Regions from separate parts of the Mustela erminea genome. Here region 1 is linked to region 2. A link is a contact called in public Hi-C data. All regions are on one chromosome and are shown on one strand. Each heading gives the region's core, a stretch centred on a gene start, on an enhancer-like site or on the middle of the called end of the contact. The rest is flanking DNA. Distances are from core to core; before and after follow the strand shown. Region 1 has its middle 24 kb from the start of C20H16orf72. Region 2 overlaps LOC116581048 (a long non-coding RNA gene).

Region 1 (4,283 bases), core at 241-2,740, 60 kb before region 2:
AATGCAAACGGCAACATGCCAGGGATACACCAGCTATGATGCCCTGCATGGAAGAGAAAAACTACTTAAAAGAGTAGAATGCAGTGGCTATGTATATAGAATCTGGGGCCCGGCTATATGGGTTTGAATCCCAGCTTCTGTCTGAAGCTATGTGGCTTTGGGGAGGTTACTTCACCTCTCTGGACCTGCATTTCCTTCTCTGTAAAAGAGATAATAGAGTGGCACCTGGGTGGCTCAGTAGGTTGAGCATCTGCCTTTAGCTCAGGTCATGATCTCAGGGTCCTGGGATGGAGCCCTACGTCGGGGCTCCGCTCTCTCCTTCTGCTCCTCCTCCTGCTCATGTTCTCTCTCATATAAATAAATAAAATCTTTAAAGTAAATAAATACATAAATGAGATCAAAGGATTTGCCTCATGCTATTGCTGTGGAGATCAAAAAATTAACCTATGTAAATTCCTTGGAGCACTGCCTGACAGGTAGTAAGTGCCGTTAGCTAGGAGCCCTGCGCACATATCGGCATAAACACAAAGCAAAGAGGCTGTAAGGATGTGCTCCAAACTGTTGATGGTAGAAGCTGATGAAGAGGAACTTCATATTTTGCTCTGTGTAGATTTGAATTTTTAGAATCTCTCACAAAAATATATTCGTGTATCACTAGGGGAATTGTTTTAAAGCCCCTGCCTTCCATTCTCTCACCCTGATGTCCATTAGCAGGCTTCCTTTTGTGGAATATTTTCATTCTGTGAGGGACAGGGCAGGGTCTGGCCAGGTCCAACCTCCACTCTTACACAGTAGGAGAAAGGGAAGCTTCCAGAGGTTAAGCTACGAGTTCAGCATCATGCTTTGATTCACCGGCCAGCCTTGGGCCCACACCCAGAATCTTGTTACCTTCAACCTCACCCCAGTGCCATCTCTGCCCCAGAGTTCAGTCCTCAGCATTCCACTGTCTTAGGGCATGTTTTCCTCCTACTTCAGGCTGTGCAAATGGCCCCCACTCAAAATGTCCTCTTCTGTCCTCTTGCCAACTCTCAGAAGCAGATAATATGTCCTCGTTTTCCGAAGGAGGAACCTGAAGAACAGAATAGTCAAGTAGCATGCCCAAGGGCACACAGCTCATAAGCAGCCGAGCTGCGTTTCCAACCCATCTCTTTCTGATGTTAAGGCTTGCGTCTTTTTTTAGAAGTTAGATTTAATTCGTGTTTTAAATAAGTTACTCCTGGCACCCTCCATGCAAGAAAACCTAAAAGTGGGAGGCATTCTGAGGCCTCACACTGCCAGCATTCAGACACCTCCATGGCCTCAGATTCTTGTGTCCAGATCTGAGTGGCCCTCCGGGCATGGCTGGCCTGGACCGACATCTGTGGTTTCGTCTGGGTCAGAATGTCCCAGCCAAGAGGGCAGAGTCAAGATGAGAAAGGAGCCTTGGACTATGTTGAGCCCCTGGCCTCACCCCAGCACAGAGCTTGGGGAGGCCAAGAACTGGAGAATGAACGAGTCAGCACAGAGGGAAGCAGAAACGATGACTCAGCTCTGGGTCATGATTTCCCTCCTCTTTGCCTAAGAGATGAGTCATGGCCTATATGCCTTTAATTTTCAGACTTCAATTCATAGTCCCAGCAGGGACTAGGAAGCTGATGAAGGAAAGCTCCCTGCATCGTAGGCTCTGCCCCTGGATGGCCCGAGTTCAAATTCTATCTCTGTTCCTTACCAGTCATGGGAACTTAGCAAATCATTGAGCCCACCTTTCCCCACCTGTAAACTGCAGATGCTAAGTCCTCTCTTGCTAGGTTATTCCACCTAATTAATTTATTGAGCACCTACTATGTGCCAGGCATGAGGAATGTGGTAGTGAACAAAACAGACAAAATTCCTGCCCCCACGAAGCTTACATTCTGGGGAGGAAAAAACAACAGTGATCAAATAATGTATATACATTGAAATGTCAGCTGGTGATAAGCTCCGTGAAGAATCGAACAGTGGGGTAGGACAGAGGGTCAGGAGGATTGACAGATACAGTTCCTATAAACTGTCTAGCACAGGGCCTGGCACATAGTAAGGCCTCCACAATGAGATCTGAATTCCCCTTCTTGCAGTTTAGGGAGTAAGACCTGTTCAGTCTGCAGAACTGAACAGGCCTCCACTCCCTGGAGGGGATGGAAGGTCATTCCCAAATGAGGTTCCTGGGCTGGGCTGAGGATTCCCAGCTGCGGGGAAGGAAAGCTTGCTCAGTGTGCATGCACATGTGTGTGTGTGTGTTTGTATGTGTGTGTGTGTGTGTGTGTGCATATGTGTGTTTAAGATTTGTTTAATTGAGGTGAAATTCACATAGCATAAAATTCACCTTAATCTTTTTTTTTTTTTTTAAAGATTTTGTTTATTTGACAGAGATCACAAGTAGGCAGAGAGGCAGGCAGGCAGAGAGAGAGGGGGAAGCAGGCTCTCCACGGAAGGGCTCTATCCCAGGACCCTGGGATCATGACCTGAGCCGAAGGCAGAGGTTCTAACCCACTGAGCCACTCAGGCACCCCACACCTTAATCACTTTCTAGTGAACAATTCAGTGATGTTTAGTATGTTCACACTGTTGTGCAACCATCACCTCTGTCCTCTTCCAAGATATTTTCATCACCCCAAAAGGAATCCTATGCCCACTAAACAGTCACTTCCTGTTCCCAGCTCTCCCCTGTCCCCCACGACCACTAGTCAGTGGCAGGGACAGAGCAGGCTTTAAACCCAGAAAGGCTGTGCTTGTCATGACCATTTACCACTCTTGCCTGCGTGTCGTGTCTTGCTTCCTGTCATGCCCTCCATTCATATAGAATGCCGATTCTACCGGCTATTTCCTTCAGGACTTAGCTTGGGGGCCACCTCCTCTAAGAAGCCCTCTGTGATCACCTCTTGTGCTAGTGCCTGTGGCAGAGTAATTTTCCTTGTAGCACTTCGCAGTTTGTAATTATTGTGTCTGTTGCTTTACTTACTTACCATCTGCCTCCACCCCTAGACTACAAGCTTCATGAGGACAGGGGTCCATCTGTCTTGTTCATGTTGTACTCCCACTTTTTAAAAAAATTTTTATTTATTTATTTGACAGACAGATCACAAGTAGGCAGAGAGGCAGGCAGAGAGAGAGGAAGCAGACTCCCCACTGAGCAGAGAGCCCGATGTGGGGCTCGATCCCAGGACCCTGGGATCACAACCTGAGCTGAAGGCAGAGGCTTTAACCCACTGAGCCACCCAGGAGCCCCTGTACTCCCACTTCCTTTCTCAGGGCCTGGCTAGGAAGAGGTACTTAATAAATATTAATAAATATTAAGTGCACCTGGGGAGTAGGTGAATAATTAAATAAATGAACCCAACATACAAAACATACTGATGTCATGTTTCTATAGGCCTGACATATACAAATTACATTGTTTTCCAAATATTAATTAATGAAGCCTTTGGAATTTCCCGGAGGTGTTGGCCAAGGGTGCTCCCATGCCGAAGATCCAAGACACAAATAGAGTGAAATGATTTATTCTGGGTCACTGATGACTCAGTGTCTGGGAATAGAAACACACTCCAAAACCTTTGCTCTAATTAGTCAAGGTAATTATTAGGCACAATAATTAGGCACAAATGACCTCAGCCAGGCTGTTTTGTAACCTCGGGAATTTAAGACCTGTACTAATTTTGCTTCAATGACAGTATTTGTTGTGGCTTGCCACCCCCAAACCTTTTCTGCTGCTTCTGAGCAAGCAAACATTTGTCTCAAAGCACAGTCTTTTGGGGGCATCTGGCTGGTTTAGTCGGGGGAGCGTGCGTCTCTTGGTTGAGGGGTTGTGAGTTCCAGCCCCAAGTTGGGTGTAGAGACTCGTTTTGAAAAAAAAATCTTAAAACACACACACACAATTTTTTCAATAAGAGATGCTTTTCCTCACCCACTGTCACATTAGGGAGTCGTTCCTCAAATAAATTCCCTCTGACAGTTTTTGCTTTTGTGGGATTCTTTAAGTTAAGAGGTGGATTCTGGTCCCTGAGAAACTCCTCTCCTGGCTTGTTGGCTTTTTGAACCAATATTTACTGCGCCCCCTACCGGGAGCAGAGCTCTATGCATCACGCTAGAGCCAACGGGGGAATAAAACAACTGCACCCCCTACCCCGCCGGTGAGGGAGGAGGGAAACTTTCTGGGGATTCCTGGCAGCGCGAGGAGGGTTTGCAACATTTTAGTGGTTTCTTTATCTTACTCTTCACCTCTCATCACAGCCAGCCTTTCCTGTGATCTTTCTTTATATAAAGCATGT
Region 2 (4,270 bases), core at 666-3,165:
GCTTTGTGGCCGCTGACTCGTGCGAGGCCTGGAGCCTCGTGCTTCCTGTGTCACCCATCTTGGCTAGTTCGTGAGCCCCCCTGCCTCAGTTCCCCCATCTATAGAGAGGGTTGTGAGGACGAAGTGAGGTAATGCCTAAAATGGGAGGGTCCCCGGCACTGTGGCCTTGAGTGTGCTCTCCGTTCCTCCATGGGGGAGGTGAAGTGATCTCTCAAGACCGGCAAGTGGTGGGCTGGAAGCTGTCCCCAGCGAGGGGAGAGCACTCTGGGGGAGGAGTGGGGTGCGCAGAGGTCAGCGGACAGGTTAGGTGCAGCGAGTGTCATAAGGAACGGTTTAGGTGACACTCCTGGGTTCGGTCCGGACCCACCTCCCAAGGGCAGGAACTGTCTCTTCCCAGTGGCGCATGGCCTTGACCTCGACCTCAACACAGGAGCAGGTGGGCTCCTGAGGAGCTGCCTGGGACCTGACAGCCCAAAGAAATCCCACGTTAAGTTAGCTCCCAGGCAGGGCTGCCTCCCTCCGTCCACCACGTGGGTTTCACTCTCAGCGGTGGAAGCCAGAGTGCCGACAGATGTTCCCGACATGGGTAACTGGCCTGCGGGGTCACCAGACCAGTGACTGCAGTCCTGCACGGCTCCCAGCCCGGCAGGCTGGGAGGCCCCAAAGAGACAGGAGGTGGGGGTGGGGAGGTGGTCAGTTGTTTCCAGGGTGCTGACTGGCCACTTCTGAGGCCAGGGAGGAGGGACCAAGCTTGGGCCACAGGCCCTGGCATTCCTGCTGGTGTTCTCAGTGGGTACCAGCAGCGAGGATTTCCCGTCCTGGGCGTGACCTGGCAGGGCCCCGTGTCCACCCCACTGGAACCTTCTCCCGTAGAGGCCTCTCCCTCCTATTAAAATTTACTCGATTCAGGGGCTCTATCAGATGCAGTTCTCTGATTTACGTCAGCCCCCGAGCTGCCCTTCTGCCCACTCTTTGAAAAGGCTGTCTGTCCCCTTCTTTTTTTAAGATTTTATTTATTTGACAGACAAGAGATCACAAGCAGGCAGAGAGGCAGGCAGAGGTAGAGGGAGAAGCAGGCTCCCCGCTGAGTGGAGAGCCTGACGAGGGGCTCGATCCCAGGACCCTGGGATCATGACCTGAGCCGAAGGCAGAGGCTTTAACCCACTGAGCCACCCAGGCGCCCCTGTCTGTCCCTTTCTTTTCTGTTTATCTTCTGTGTCCCCTCCTGGGAGAGCCCTTCTGACCCTCCACTCCTGCACTGTTCTCTCTGCTCCTTGTTTCTCATCGTGTCTACTTTTGTTTGGCGTCTCCCTGCCTTCCCTGGAGGCTGTGTGCGTTCACTTGAGCCTGTCCCCCTGCCCCTCACAGGAGCAGACAGTACGTAGTAGTTGGAAGGACGAGGGCCTCTCCACCGAAAGGGTCAGGAAGTGGCCAAGCCAGGATCCTAATCCAGATCTGTCCTCCCTGCCCCCCGCCCCGTCCTGTAGGAGGCACTGGGTTCAGATTCACAAGGACTGGGAGGTGTGGGGTGGTAGGACTCAGGGCAGGTTCCTTAACCTGAGCCTGAGTTTGCTCTCCTGGAAAGTAGGGATGACAAAGGTGACCGCCTTGCAGTGTTGTGAGAATCTATAAATCTTTTCGCATGCTCTTGGTATGGGTTCCACAAACCCTGGTGTTGGAGTTCTGGCTAGTGACCAAAAGAGACGGCTGTGGGACCTCCTGCCTGACCCCAGTCAACTCGGGTGACCTCAGAGACCTTTTGTCACTTGGGCGCCAGCCAGCGATGCAAGCAGATGCCGAAATCTTGTCCCACTTCCCTGGGAGCCAAGCACCCTACGAAGGCCCGACCCCCACTGGGGAACCTGTGGTTGCCCTTGAATGTCTCCCTAAGGCCAGGAGCCCTGCATTCTCCTGCTGTGACTCACTTCCTGTTTGGGCCAGGAATTTGGAAGCCAGGAAGGAGCTCAGAGAGCTCCATGGGAACGGCTGGGCCCGCCCACCAGAGCCTTAAAGGGACAGCTGTCCCAGCCCAGGGCTTGTGGGGTAGGGGTGGTCCCCCGGTAAGGTGGGTGGCACGTTGACGAAGTTAGGATGTGAACCCAGGGGGTCTGCTGCCAGATCCCACAGCCGCTACCTTTTCCCCTAAGGAACCTCCCCACCCCACTTGTGCCGTGCCCAATCCAGTTGTTGCGCCAGTTTGGAAGGACCCACACTGCCAACACCTTACTCTCTTGTCCTTTGTTGCGCGTCCTATCAAGCTGGGTAACCATATCCCAGACTGACGGCGAAAATTCCATGAGATCCTGTTTGCCGGGGACGGCACACACAGACGCGGGTGGGGACAGATAAGTGACAACAGTGACAGAGACAACAGTGGGTTGCAGGGCGCATGTCCCCTTCAGTGCCTGTGCTCAAATTCATGTGTTTGGTCCAACAGAGCACCTGGGGGTGGGGCTGACCTTGGCCTAACTTGGGTCAGGACCTCGGGAGAATGCCTGGGTGGATGCTTTCCTAGGCTCCTTCAGAAGCCCCTGTCCGGTTCTCTGGGCCTCACCTTGACCACTTGTAAAATGGACCCTCTCCCCGGTTCTGGCTTTGGGATCTGGGACACTCGGCCATCAGTGGGCTGTAACTTGCAGATACTTGTCCTCAGGGCTCAGACACTGCTCCCCCAACCTCCTCCCTCCCACTCCTAAGCTGTACCACATGGGGTGCTGGCAGTGCCCTTGGCCTGGCCATCCTTGGTTCTTGTTGTGGCTGTAGTTCTTCTGCTAGCCTTTGGTAGAAGATGTCTGTGGCTGTGGACAAAGCAGGCTCTGGCTTCTCAGTGTGCAGCTAGCTGGGGACCAGACAGACAGGAATGGACCTGCCAATCCTACAGGAATTTATGTAGTGGGCAACAGGAAAGGGGCCAGGCATCCTCCTAGCCCCATTTCTAAACGGTCTCTTGTAAGGTTATGGCACAACCCCTGAGGCATGTGTGTCCCAGCCTCTTTTGCCAGTGGAGAAGCTAGGGCTCAGAGAGGTTGAGTGACTTGTCTGGGAGATGCCCAGCTGTGACTCAGACACAGGGTTGCGTTTCTCTAAAAAGTCTGGACTCTTCTCCTGTGTGACTTTCCGTACCTGAAACAGGCACGATCCTTCTTTTCCCTGGAACTTGGGGGTACAGCGGGCAGCATGACATCATTTTGTGTGTCTAACTTTTTTTTTTTTTTTTGACGACTGGTCAAATGGTGGTGTTTTGTGGTCTCAACATCAAGAGAGATAAACCGCGTCTTTTCCCAAGCAGTCATGCTTTTTCTGTATTGTAAGAATGAAATTCTTTATCAAGGTGGCTGGTTCAGGATCCTAGAAGCACACTGCTCAGAGAAATAGGACACCACCGGAGGACTAACCTGAGTAACACTGATGGACAGTCTCTGTGTGGAGACCACCTGGGTTTGAATCCCAGTTCTGCTGACGAGCTGTGTGACCTTGAGCAGAGCCTCTCAGTCTCTTCCTCTGTAAGATGTGCAGAAGGATAGTCTCTCTTCCACGTTCTTAGGAGGCTTACATGAGTTTAATGAGTGAGTATTTGTAAACTTCTTAGGCTAGTGCTTGCCATATAGTTCGTACAGACCTTGACACGGGTAGTCAGTCTTCTTTCTGGGCCCGGAGTCCAAAAAACTACAGGCCGAGGGCCAAATCCATCCCACTGGCTGGTTTTCTCCCTAAGCTCCATTTAGACTTGTCTGTTCACATTATTGTCCTGGGCTGTTTTGGCGCCTCAACGGCAAGAGCTGAAGAGTTGCGACAGACACCTTACAGGTCACAGAGCCAAAAATACGGACTGTCCTATCCTTTACAGGAAGCACTTGGCTGCCCTCCTCTCCCAGAGCACGTCCTGTGATGTAAAACAGTAGATGGGCTCGTGGTGTAGGCATTTGTCTAGCTGTCTGCTCCTCGTCACATTAAATCCAGGACCCCCTCCCTCCTCGGTGCACGTGGCTCTGCCATACCTTCCTATCAGTCTCTGCGATGTCACTTACTTTATTTTGTTTGGAGTCTGTTGCAAAATGCGTTGCAGTGCACTTTTACTTTTTATTTTTTAAAGATTTTATTTATTTGACAGAGATCACAAATAGGCAAGAGAGGCAAGTGGGGTGGCGGGGGGAGCAGGCTCCCCGCTGAGAGAGAGCCCGATTCGATTCGGGGTTTGATCCCAGGGCCCTGAGATCATGACCTGAGCCAAAGGCAGAGGCTTAACCCATTGAACCACCCAGGCGCCCCT

The links. Hi-C and Micro-C count contacts between places; a contact is called where the count stands out from the background.
Region 1: a Hi-C map of skeletal muscle shows a contact between it and region 2, with 13 times the contacts expected there. The contact joins two enhancer-like sites. A contact is called at or near these places in 3 of 3 Hi-C or Micro-C datasets (fibroblasts, skeletal muscle and spleen).

What each region holds. Positions count from the first base shown.
Region 1 is chr20:16,840,063-16,844,345 of mMusErm1.Pri, reverse strand. No RefSeq gene overlaps it. Among named protein-coding and RNA genes, the nearest start is that of C20H16orf72, 24 kb to the right of the region's middle. Within about 2 kb of position 1,490, the one cell type or tissue checked has open chromatin away from gene starts, as enhancers often do. A contact at or near this core is called in fibroblasts, where this site is marked.
Region 2 is chr20:16,780,601-16,784,870 of mMusErm1.Pri, reverse strand. The region is part of intron 2 of LOC116581048 (a long non-coding RNA gene); the gene reads left to right. Among named protein-coding and RNA genes, the nearest start is that of C20H16orf72, 36 kb to the left of the region's middle. Within about 2 kb of position 1,915, the one cell type or tissue checked has open chromatin away from gene starts, as enhancers often do. A contact at or near this core is called in fibroblasts, where this site is marked.